Linked DNA regions of Mus musculus: all the other regions are linked to region 4. Evidence: chromatin contacts called from public HiChIP or PLAC-seq and promoter capture Hi-C data. All regions are on one chromosome and are shown on one strand. Each heading gives the region's core, a stretch centred on a gene start, on an enhancer-like site or on the middle of the called end of the contact. The rest is flanking DNA. Distances are from core to core; before and after follow the strand shown.

The links. Promoter capture Hi-C pulls out the DNA fragments that hold promoters and counts their contacts. HiChIP or PLAC-seq counts read pairs in DNA pulled down with a chosen protein or histone mark.
Region 1: an H3K4me3 HiChIP or PLAC-seq map of embryonic forebrain shows a contact between it and region 4, with 4 times the contacts expected there. The contact joins the enhancer-like site here to the promoter of Pcsk2os1 in region 4. A contact is called at or near these places in 7 of 39 promoter capture datasets (the 3T3-L1 cell line, cranial neural crest, embryonic stem cells and 4 more), 3 of 484 Hi-C or Micro-C datasets (cerebral cortex and nephron progenitors), 10 of 115 datasets of contacts at active chromatin or transcription factors (astrocytes, craniofacial prominence, embryonic forebrain and 5 more) and 4 of 9 other capture datasets (adipose tissue, embryonic stem cells, liver and 1 more).
Region 2: a promoter capture Hi-C map of embryonic stem cells shows a contact between it and region 4, with 2.6 times the contacts expected there. The contact joins the promoter of Snrpb2 here to the promoter of Pcsk2os1 in region 4. A contact is called at or near these places in 3 of 39 promoter capture datasets (the 3T3-L1 cell line, embryonic stem cells and stem cell-derived epiblast-like cells), 1 of 484 Hi-C or Micro-C datasets (embryonic stem cells) and 1 of 115 datasets of contacts at active chromatin or transcription factors (astrocytes).
Region 3: a contact with region 4 is called in an H3K4me3 HiChIP or PLAC-seq map of forebrain, with 6 times the contacts expected there. The contact joins the enhancer-like site here to the promoter of Pcsk2os1 in region 4. A contact is called at or near these places in 4 of 39 promoter capture datasets (cranial neural crest, embryonic stem cells and hippocampal neurons), 8 of 484 Hi-C or Micro-C datasets (cerebellum, cerebral cortex, cortical neurons and 4 more), 14 of 115 datasets of contacts at active chromatin or transcription factors (VIP interneurons, embryonic basal ganglia, embryonic forebrain and 7 more) and 3 of 9 other capture datasets (embryonic stem cells, liver and pancreatic islet).

Annotation. Positions count from the first base shown.
Region 1 is chr2:143,191,655-143,194,354 of GRCm38.p6, forward strand. No RefSeq gene overlaps it. Among named protein-coding and RNA genes, the nearest start is that of Otor, 110 kb to the left of the region's middle. Within about 2 kb of position 1,442, at least 11 of the 459 cell types and tissues checked have an H3K27ac peak or open chromatin away from gene starts, as enhancers often do. A contact at or near this core is called in embryonic forebrain, where this site is marked.
Region 2 is chr2:143,061,529-143,064,321 of GRCm38.p6, forward strand. It overlaps Snrpb2 (U2 small nuclear ribonucleoprotein B), which reads left to right and starts at 1,541. Exons shown (of 7, transcript NM_021335.3): 1 at 1,541-1,570.
Region 3 is chr2:143,130,058-143,132,757 of GRCm38.p6, forward strand. It overlaps the pseudogene Gm14083. Among named protein-coding and RNA genes, the nearest start is that of Otor, 53 kb to the left of the region's middle. Within about 2 kb of position 1,389, at least 6 of the 459 cell types and tissues checked have an H3K27ac peak or open chromatin away from gene starts, as enhancers often do. A contact at or near this core is called in cortical neurons and forebrain, where this site is marked.
Region 4 is chr2:143,546,408-143,549,130 of GRCm38.p6, forward strand. Pcsk2os1 (proprotein convertase subtilisin/kexin type 2, opposite strand 1) reads right to left here and starts at 1,430. Exons shown (of 3, transcript NR_040354.1): 1 at 1-1,430. Pcsk2 (proprotein convertase subtilisin/kexin type 2) reads left to right here. Exons shown (of 12, transcript NM_008792.4): 1 at 1-257. The coding sequence starts at 84.

The sequences.
Region 1 (2,700 bases), core at 192-2,691, 350 kb before region 4:
CACAGCTGCACTTATGGCTTTGAGCATTACTTCCTACTCAGCACTAAGGAGTAAATGAAAAAAAATGCATAGAATGCTGAAATAGTGCCCAACACTCCAAAACCAGCTAATACATTATGGCAATTACTGTTGTCATGCAAAACCAAGGTGAGTGAATAGGTAGGTCTATATATGTAATAAATCTGAAAAGCAATGTGTAGAAAAAACATAAAGAACAGTTATACTAGCATAAATATTATCTAAGAGAACAAATTTAAAACACAGACAGCTTTTTATGTTGTATATGAAAATGCAGGAGTATGTACCTATAAATATATATTACTAAGAAAAATATGATATCCTGTTTATGTCTACACAAATATATGTAAGCATGTGTAAATAAATATGATACACTGTGCACAGTTATCAATACAGATACTTGTACCTTTATTTGTGCATGTTACATGTATATGTATGTGAGAAAGCACACAACCAGGTGCATGAAAGTACTAGTTCCCTGACAATAGTTATATCTAGTAAATGATAGTGATGCGTGTGTGTGTGTGTGTGTGTGTGTGTGTGTGTGTGTGTGTGTGTGTGTGTGTGTATGATGCATGTGTGTTCACAGAGCAGAGTCTGCTTGCTTGAAATATTTCACAACTAAAACCTTAGAAAATGTATTATAAAAGCTTCCATCTGAACACTAGAAGGCTGTCTTCTTCATTTGTATTCCACTTGACTATTCAAATTTCCCTTTTAATATGCAAGAGAAGTTATGGTTTGAGACCCATCTGAATGTGAATCATTAATGAGGATGCTTGTGCTGGGATATTTCCAAACTGGGCTGTCAGGCTGGAGAGTCACTGCAGGGAGAGAGGAAGGCCGGGGCCTTCAGCTTGGTGTTATGAATTTGTTATGAATTTACATTGGACATTCTTCCATGACCTGGCGAAAACGAGACCTGGAAGAAGACACCACAGACAGGTGGCTTAATCCCACTCAGGTTATTTCTTTAGCTATGAAACAGGAATAATAAATCTTACTTCAATAGGTTTCTGTGTGAAATAAATAAGCACAAAGCACAGCCCTTGGCAAGCATATCAAAGACCCAGTGCTATGACACTCAATTCATATTTAAAGCATCCTTGTCACAGACATCAGAGAGGAGAGAAATATCAATCGTTTGCCTGCAGGAATCAGAGCAGCCAATGAAATCTCTTTCTCTGTCTACTGGAGCCAGTAGGTACACTTAAAAAAACAAAACATAAAAGATCAAGCAGCGTCTCTCTGGCTGCTTCTGAAAGCCAATTCCTGCTTTCTATGCAGAGGTTTGTTTTAGCTTCATGCATGTAGTGTGGGGGAGGAGGAAGAGGAAACTTGTCCCTTCTGAGAGGAGTGGAGACAAAGGCAAGTCTGGGATCAGGCTAGATAGGGAGAGGGGCAACCAGCTCAGCAACGGTTTGAGAGAAAAGGCTGAAGGTGAAGGAGGGAGGAACCGCAGGAGGGACGTGTAATTTGTGAGCCACCCACAAAGGGGCAAGTAGACAAAAAGGAAGGCTGGCCTGGGCCATCCGATGTCAAGGATAATGACGCTGGATAACAAAGCATGGCGAACATGAAGGGGACTTTGTGTGGCAGCTTCGTCCTGGGAAGACCAAATCTCTTAATTTAGCTGAGGACTTCAAAATGGACTGCACAGAAGGTGTTCCTCTGTCAGCAGTAAAGTGATAGAGGCAGGGGCATAGCTTTACTATGTCCTCTACAGTAGCCTGAGGAGGCCATCTAATCTGTTAGCAATCTTACCTCAGGCCAAGCCAAGATTCATGGCTTCCACTCAGAAAAGAATTTCAGAGTAGCAAGTATGAAGGAGGGTTGGAGTTTAATAAAGATAGTATGGATTCGAAGAGAGTTAAGAAAGAAGAAGAGTAAGGAAGAAAGTGAGGTGCACCAGAGGGTGTGTATGGTCTTTAGTTGCCTTTGCAAGAGTCAAATATACCATTTCTATGATTTAAAAGCTACTGTGTTCCTATGGGTTGCTAAGAACCTAAACAGGATCATAAGGTGGTTCTTGGGGTTACCAGACAGGATTATATATAGCACATAATATCTCTGGGATGTTGGAAGGTGGGATGTCTTCATTGTAAGCAATATAAATAGTCTGAGAATTCCAGGATATGTGTAGGTAAATAAAAGACCTACTTGAGGCCATATATAGTTAGCCCATGATTCTGGTTCATATATTGTCTTAACAAAATATATATATGAAAAGAATATCATTTCTATGTTAGCAACCTTCACAGAAAATGTCATGAATTGTATTAGAATTCCTATTATTCATTTGGTGAGAGTGTTCAATCAGATAACAGTGAGGGGCTCCTTTCCCTTTTCATGTCCCACAATCCCTTCTGATTTTCTATCCTACCTCACTTCTGTGGAAGGAATAAACCCAGCTATTTCTCAGTTATCAATGAATGCCTCAGAAGGAACTTCACTTGGGAACACCATGCCCCCTACCACAGAGAAGATCAGTTCCCTAGTGGTGGCCAGTGATGTTGATGACTGGTTCCCATGTCTGTACTACTGTCCACTAGGACTTGGAATGCTAAAAATATTATAGGATTTTATGGTGACTTTTAGGCAAATTGTTTATCTTTTAGGAGACATTTTTGTGCCTGGTGCTATGTGCCTATAGTTCTGCAACTTGAGAAATGAAAACAGAAG
Region 2 (2,793 bases), core at 291-2,790, 480 kb before region 4:
CAAGAAACCGATGAAGACCCATTCAAGAAAGCTTGCAGTGGGAGAGCCGGGTGTGGTGGTGGTACATGTCTTTAATCCCAGCATTTGGGAGGCAGAGGCAGGTGGATTTCTGAGTTCGAGGCCAGCCTGGTCTACAAAGTGAGTTCCAGGACAGCCAGGACTATACAGACAAGAAGAAAAAAAAAAAGCTTGCAGGGATTACTCATGGATATAAAAATGTGTTCATTCTTTATAAGTGAACCTGGAAAAGAGCATAGAAGCCACTGACACTGAGTTGTCATCGGACAATTTCTTCTTTGCTGTGCAAAAGGTATAGTAGCTGAGACTCAAGCTTTGATAGAATAGGTATGGCATTTCTTTAAATCTCTTTATTTTTTTCCCAAGTGGAGTGTCCTTGCATGTTTATCAATTTGCTTTTTGAAAATAGCTACGAACTCTCTCTCGGCCAGATGAATGTATATAACACAGGCAGGTTATAGCTTATTCCAATGCTCTCATTACCACCAAGCACAGTTAATCAACTGCTCAGACCTTCTGTTGCTTAGAAAGTGTTTCGTATTTACTTGATGCCCTTTTGCTAAGAACATACTCGATATTGTTTTTATAAAAGCCAAACTGGTTTCCATATCTATGTAATTAAAGAACACTTTTTCTGTGGTTGTTTAACATTATTTCCTACATTTACAGGATTTTCACTGGATATCACACTTGTTTTATTATGACCTAATTTTCACGGAACTTCATTCAATCGTCTGAATCATATTTATCGAGTATAAGCCATTCTCCTAATCACTTCAGTGAAAAAAGCATATAAAATTACTACTCTCAAAACACTATTTCCATCCTGCAACTTCATGTGACTTTCAAAAATTAGAAACCTCAGGCTGGTAAAATCAACCAATTTGGTCCTTACCCCAATTTTTAGCCTAGAAAAATCCAAGCATTTTGTGAGGAAAGGAGAGGGTGGGGGAGTGGGCGGGAGTTAACTGTGTCTAAGTGAGTTTAGGCTCTTTAGTTTGCTCGCTCCTGAAGCCTGGTGAGAGTACCATCAACGACTAAAATTCTCTTTGTTCAGGGGTCGAAGACTGGGCTGCATCTAAGACGTAATCTATAGAGTGCTGGCTGGTGTGTTCTTTCAGACTCCTGGAGATTGACAACTAGAGATTGACAATGGTGTTAAGTCAAGTTGACCAGGACCCATAGAAAGGCTTGACTAACTTGTGGCTGGAGACAGGCTCCTGTAAAATTGTATCACATCCTATAGTTGGGAAGCTTCAAAGTCGCAGTAAGGGAAACGACCCCCTACCCTTCCCTCCTCTGCCTCCACAGCTTGGCCCCCGGGTCCTAATTTGATCCCTTCCAGTTCTCCCCCTTTCCACAAACTTCCTAGCCCACAGGAATGCGCGTGCGCAGAAAGATTCCGCCTTGGCCGGCCGGGGCGAGGAGGGCTCGATTGAATCGGTGCTCGACTCTTCGACTTCTCTGAGTTCGATTGAGGAGTTTGGCCGCCCTCTTCCGGCGCGGGGAAGCTCTTCCGGTATTAGTTTCAAGCGGACCGCGCCGGCTTCAGGTGAGTCTCTCGGGTTCTTTTTCGCTGTGGCTGGTCTCAGGGTTTGGCGGGATCCGCCCCGTCCGCGGTAACTGAGCCGGCGAGGGCGAAGGTGTCGTCGGTTGCGTGGTCCTCGGTCCGCGGACGTATAGGAGGAAGGGACGGCGACCCCAGGGCTGGCGGAATGAGGCCCGGCGTCACAGCCTGTTCTCTGCAGGATGGTTGGGTTTTTAATGTCAGAGGACCCTGGTGTTGGGTGGATTGGCCGGTGTGTAAAGAGGCTCAAGCGGACACATAGGAATTAGCCCAGGGGGAGAGAATGGCCCGTGACTTGCTTGGAGGAGCAGGGTGTGCAGTTCACTGTGCACTCTCGGCCTCTTCTCCCCGGCAGCCTTTGGGTTTCTGGTGCCCTTGCACTATTTCAGCCCAAAGGAGCTAATGCCAGAGCCTGTGCTCTTGTCCCTCTCTTGAGTCCCAGCCCTTCTCCAGGTTCCCATGTAGAGAGGCAAGCCTGTGAGAAACGTTACCTATTATCCGTTGCCTACATAGTACAGGCCCTTCCTATAAGTTGTTCAGAGCAGCTTGTTGTGTGACGTTAAGACACTTGTGTCCTTTAACGAGTGATAGCTATCGATAATAAATAGTAACTGTAGATGCTAACTGGTGCAGACTGATACATATCTGTCTCATAATTTTATAGGCTCCATTTTATAGGTGCTGTTAGTAGCCATAATTTGTAGCTGGGGACTTGAGACATTAAGGAACTTGCCCCCCATCGAAGTAGGTTGTAAAATCGTAAACAGAACTTAAATCCGTATCTTATTGATACAAGAATCTGAGCTCTGAACTGTCAACCTTGACCACTCTTGAGACTCACATAGTGGGAAAGAGACAGAAGTGAAAGCCCCTGAGAGGTCGTTCTCTGACCTCAACATACACGATGGCACAGGTAAACAAACACACACACACACACTAATCGTTTAAATCAATACATTCATGAGTGCATCTATGAACTGTCTTAATTTGTATTGTTCTATTACAATGACTTTTTAAAACTAGGTGCGTGTTTACTGATCTTTCACAAAATGTTCAAATCATTTTACTGAAAAACCATTTTCTGGTGAATATGATCAAAACACATGACATTCTCAAAGAATTAATAAATATACTTTCGAAAGTTATGTCATTATGTAGATGAAAGGACAGTATCATTTAAGTGGGGATAAAAGAAGTATATAACCTTG
Region 3 (2,700 bases), core at 139-2,638, 420 kb before region 4:
AGACTTGCACTTCCTTTCTTCTTCTCCTTGGTCTATAACAAGAGTCATAACAAGAATGTCCCTTACTCAATAGCAAGCACACGCTGCCAAGCATCAAGACCGCTTGCTTCACTGTAAACCCTTGTTTGTAATTCCCAGCACAGATTCAGACTATGTGGCCCTTCTACTCTTCCCCAGAGCCTCAGCAGTTACATCTGTGGCCACAGGATTCTCACAGAACGTACAGAGTTCACATTCACGGTTCACATCAATGAGTTTCTGACAGCCTGAGACCGGGAGTGAATAGCTTGCTCTTGACACAGTCAACAGCCTAAGAGGTTACATGGAAAAAAAAACTTCTCTCTTTACTCATCTGGTTTTCTAGCATTCGTGTAATAAGGATAATAATGTGAAAAGGGGAAAAGAACATGTCCTCAGTCAATGCTGTTCAAAGGCCCAGCAGATCATAAAAGGAAATGAAGTTCCTATCATCAGAGGTTAAGTGTTGATTGGCAGGCATTCCCCAGCTGAGAACCATAATCTGTTTCACTGTCAGAGAGATGGCTCCCACTTCCCAGCTTGGTTCTAACAGTTCTGTAACTTGGAACTCTTCCTAAGCAAACTATTTTCCAAACTTGATTATGAATACTAAGTCAGAGCTCCTGGTCACATAGAGTGAAGAAAGTATTAAAAGATCTTCCACCAATTTAAAATCTAAAATATTTGTAATATGGAGGGGTCTCTGCCCCTGCCACCATGTGAACAACATGAAAAGCATTCTGAGGTTAGACCAGTTGGGTAATAACCGTCAGTCTACCACAACCCCCACCCCCTCACCATCTCCATCATTCTAAGGACGAGTCACCACAGTAGCCCCTTCATGGCAGTGGCCTTTTCTAGAAAGGCAACCTCCTTTTTCTAGAATGCAAATAAAATGCCAAACAAAGAATTACTTTGGAGCAGCCAGTTCTTCTTTTAGATATGAAGAAACCTGAAGTAGTAATGGCTTCCTTACTCAAGCAGATTTAAAATGGAAAATGACCCCTCTATGGTGCCTGTCTGTGGGGGCAACAGAAGAGCTGGGCATGACTTCACTCAGTGGTAGAGATGAGTCTCTCACCTTGCAATAGAAATTAAAAAACGAGAGCCAGTCTGTAGACTATGCAAGAAAAGCATCAGCCGCAGGCAGGACCCGACAATACTAAGACCACAGCTTCCTGGATTGCCCTAACCTTGTACTGTGGAAACAGCAGTTCCAACAGCCCCATCCTTGCAGAAGAGATACAAAACACCAGGCAGATTTCCTTCTGTCCTGTTTCTTTTAGATGATTTGCTAGGCTGGAAGGCCATTAGCAGCTGCTGGCTTTGAATTTACTGTTCTGCTAGTCTGAGAAACATATCAGAAAATAATGAGGAGGCTGGCAATCTGCCATGCAGGATGCAGCCAGCCAGAAGGGTGCCTCTCAGGGACCGTGTGTGCTCTGGGAAAATTTCATAGAAAATGCAATCAAGTTCAACAAATACATATTTTTTAAAAATTTTATTTGTTTGCCTATTTCGGTCCTTTTGTTGGTGCTGTTCTGTGAGGATTTTTGGCACTGTAGTTTCCTTAGCTAGTTTTTGTTTCCATTAAGCAAGGAAGGAGCAGAGTAAAGTTTTGCTAAATAAGGAGAGGATGCTTTGCCAGCATCGGTGTCTAGCTTCCCAGCAAATCCTTCCTTCAACTACACAAGGCATGCAATTTCTAAGTCTCCAACTCCAAATGCCCTTGGCTAACTCCAATCACAGCTCCAAGCCCTGGAGATAGCTGTGAGCACCTGTGGTTTTGGTTAGCTTTTCTTCAGGTATATGAATAATGTAGACAGTATCGAAACACAAAAGAACTAAGGAAGAATCTATCCATCTATCTATCTATCTATCTATCTATCTATCTATCTATCTACCAAGTACCTATTATTTTCACATTGCTTTGCTTCTGCTGTGTAGTCCTAATGTGCACTGTATATGGAGAATGTGTGTTTAATGGAAGCAAAACTCATCTGCCTGCCTGTCTTACACCCTATCTCTTCAGCTAGCCTTGTGTTACAGCCTCCTTTCCATAGATGATGGTGATGTGCATTAATCAGCAACACAACATCATAGGATGCATTGTGCATAATTTTTATGAAATTTGGGTCATTTTGTAGTCATACTATTATAGATAATGATAAATAAATATACTCTACATTTTAATAATTTCCCAAAGTATTAGTAGATCCCTTAGTGGGTTATTGAAGATACCACTAGCCTGCTAGTTGTGTTTAGGGTCCTTTATTTGTGATCACAATGCCATCACCCTGTTGTGTCTAAAACACATACTTTCTGTTAACTAGATTGCAGAGAAATCAGAATAGAAGCACTGGTCCCTAAGTGCCTTTCTTGCCTGTCTAGACATAAAGTCTATTTAAAAAACAAACAAACAAAAAACAGCTTAAAAATCCAAGAAAGGTCTCAACTAACATTTAAGTGAGAATGTTTGAGATCATTGAATTTCCTGATATTTGCTACTAATATTATTAGATTATAGAAGTTGCATGTTAAGATGTTTTATGAAACATTTTATGTCGTGTATCTTGGTACTTATTTTAAAAATATTGATCTTTATTAATTCTGTTTTCCTGTTTGTTTCCTACAATGTGTGTGAGGTATTTGTATCATTGTGTCATGACAGGCCACAGACTC
Region 4 (2,723 bases), core at 180-2,679:
TTTTTTATTTGCATCTTCCCTCTTCGTCCCCTGCTCCACCACCCTGCGCGCCTCACAGCCCCACTTTTCACTCCCAAAGAAGGATGGAGGGCGGTTGTGGATCCCAGTGGAAGGCGGCCGGGTTCCTCTTCTGTGTGATGGTTTTTGCGTCTGCCGAGAGACCCGTCTTCACGAATCATTTTCTTGTGGAGTTGCATAAAGACGGAGAGGAAGAGGCTCGCCAAGTTGCAGCAGAACACGGCTTTGGAGTCCGAAAGGTAAGATTTTTTTTCCATACATTTCACATGTTGTTTCCAGAGGAGGGACAGCCTTGCGCAATCTCGTTGCAGATTTGCAAGTTTTCTGTCTTTTTATGCTATGCAGCTATTCTGCCATCGGTTCTCAAACACGACATTGCCTCCGGTGATCTTTCATGGGTTATGTAATTAAAATGTCCTTCATCTGTATTAGAAAGGTCAGAGAAATAATTTGTTGGTGTTTGACTTGGTGGGGGCAAAATAAGACCGCACCTTACAAAGGATGCTGTGCGCCCCGGCTGCTGTCCGAGGTACCAAGTTCTCCAGGCTGCCTAGGGACAGAGGGATAGAGTCCAGAGCAGCTGGGCTTACGTCGACTGCTTTGCCAGGGAAGTCTCCCAGCCCCCCACGCCCCGGAGAAAGAATAGTTTCCCACCGACATGGCTCAAAGATCGAGCGTTGCAGTTCACCTCAGTTTTCCGACCCACGCCTAAGGACTTCCCTCCCAGCGACTTTCAGTCCCTGCTTTTTTCCCCAGTGGACAAGAGCTTTCTGACTTGGAAACAAGGACGGAGTTCTCTGTCCAAAACGAGTGCTGAACTTGTGCGCTTTGGCTCCTGCCCACGACCTCCCACTCCAGAAGCGCACTCCTGTTTGGAGAGTTCTTAATTTGCTTCTTTAGGACACCTCGCTGCCAAGAGAGATGGATTCTGAGGGGGATTCCCCCCGGAAAAGTCGAGGTGTCCTCTCCTGATGTGTGGGCAGCCAGCGCGGTTTTCCCCAGAGAGCACGGGGATCCCCATTCCAAGAAGTTGTCCAAGTTGAACTGTTTGGATAAGATTTCGAGCTTTGGGTGCCTCTGGCAACCTCTGGATAAGTTAGGGTACTCGTCCTGCGGGGAACAGAGGAGAATAATTCATTTGGCGGGGAGCATGCCTGACCTGCTCTTCCTGCGAAATATCTGTATCCCAGATCTGGAGTGTCCTTAGGGGACCTGGCACCGCTAGGGGAGAGTGAGGATGCAAGGAGAAGCCAGTCTGAGGGGAATGGAAGGTCAAAGGATGCAGCTTGGTACCCGTGGGCTGTCCCCTCCCTCCTGATCCCACAAGAAAAGAGGCTTGAGAGAGCATTGGGTTCCCTCCCTAGAAGGGCAACACAGGCTGGTCTCCTCTGTCAGAACTTCCTATGTCTCTTGCCGAGTTCCCAGCTACTAGGATGACTCCTTCAGGAGCGCAGGGCTCTCCCGCCTACACTCACCAGCGGCGCGGCGGGCGCGTATTCTACCTCAGCTGTGTTTGGCAGCGAGTTTCACAGAGGTCCTGGAAGAAGCGCAGGTCTGCGGGTGGCGCGCGGGCGGGTCTCACACACCTAGAACTAGTTGCTCCCGAGAAGAGAAGTGTGGGTGGAGCAGGGGAAACCAGGTTCCTGTTGATAGAACAGTCTCCTGGCCTCCTGGCCCACGGAGACTTCTTTCAAACGACATTCAACCCTGAAACAAGCTGATACCCCACCTAACCCCGCTCCGCCCTCCTCCCCCCATTGGCAAAATCCAGCGTCCTAGCGGCATTGGCAATGAGTGATTATAGTTAGCTGATATCTGACTGTGAGATCTTGCATACTTTCCCTTTTGAAAAAAAAAAGATTTATCTCATCGTGTGGGGGGGTGGTGGGGGGGGTGTAGGTTGGAACTGGGATTACCGAAGGTTGTGAACTGCTCCGTGTGAGCACCTGTATGCACCCTTAACCCATGAGTTCTCTTTCCAGCCTGCTTAGATGCATTCGTATTTAATATCAACAGCTGCAAGAATGCTTCTGTTATTAGAAAACCCTTGCTAGGTGTTGACAGGGCTTTATGGCTGGGCTACCCTACGAAGGGAAGAGGCAGCAAGATCTTTAATTCTTCTATACCTGTGTAACCCTACCTGTGGGTACCTTCTGTGTCAGCCCTTTCTGACAAGGAAGGAAACCCATCTGCTGCAATGGTTTTCCATCTCCTTTTTCTTTCCCCCTGGAAAACACATTCTTGAGATCTGATGCTAAAAACCTAATGAAAGGTAGGTGTAACTGAGCCTGATAATGGCTAACCCTGTCAATTTTTCAATATATTTTTTTTTCCTAATGGGAATGAATAACTCAGTGAGTGCTTAACGGTTGTGATGGTGAGATTGAAGCCAGGAAATATAAAGGTAATCTTATGGTTTATCAGCAATTTGGTTCGACTTTGAACAGAAAGACACATATACTTTGGGGTTAACTATTTCTCCTCATTCCATTCTTTCTTGGAGAGGAGGTCACTGACTGATTTTGTATTGCAATATCAAGCTGCAATCCTCAGCTATGAAGAACAGGCTTTCGATTTGGTGTCTCCTTTTTCCTCTCCTTGTCCTCTCAGATAGTACCTCCTAACCAAATCCTAGTCTTTTGCCCTGATACGTATTCAAAGGCTAACCCATGTATGACAAGGTACTTGTGCCTGAAGAAGCTTTG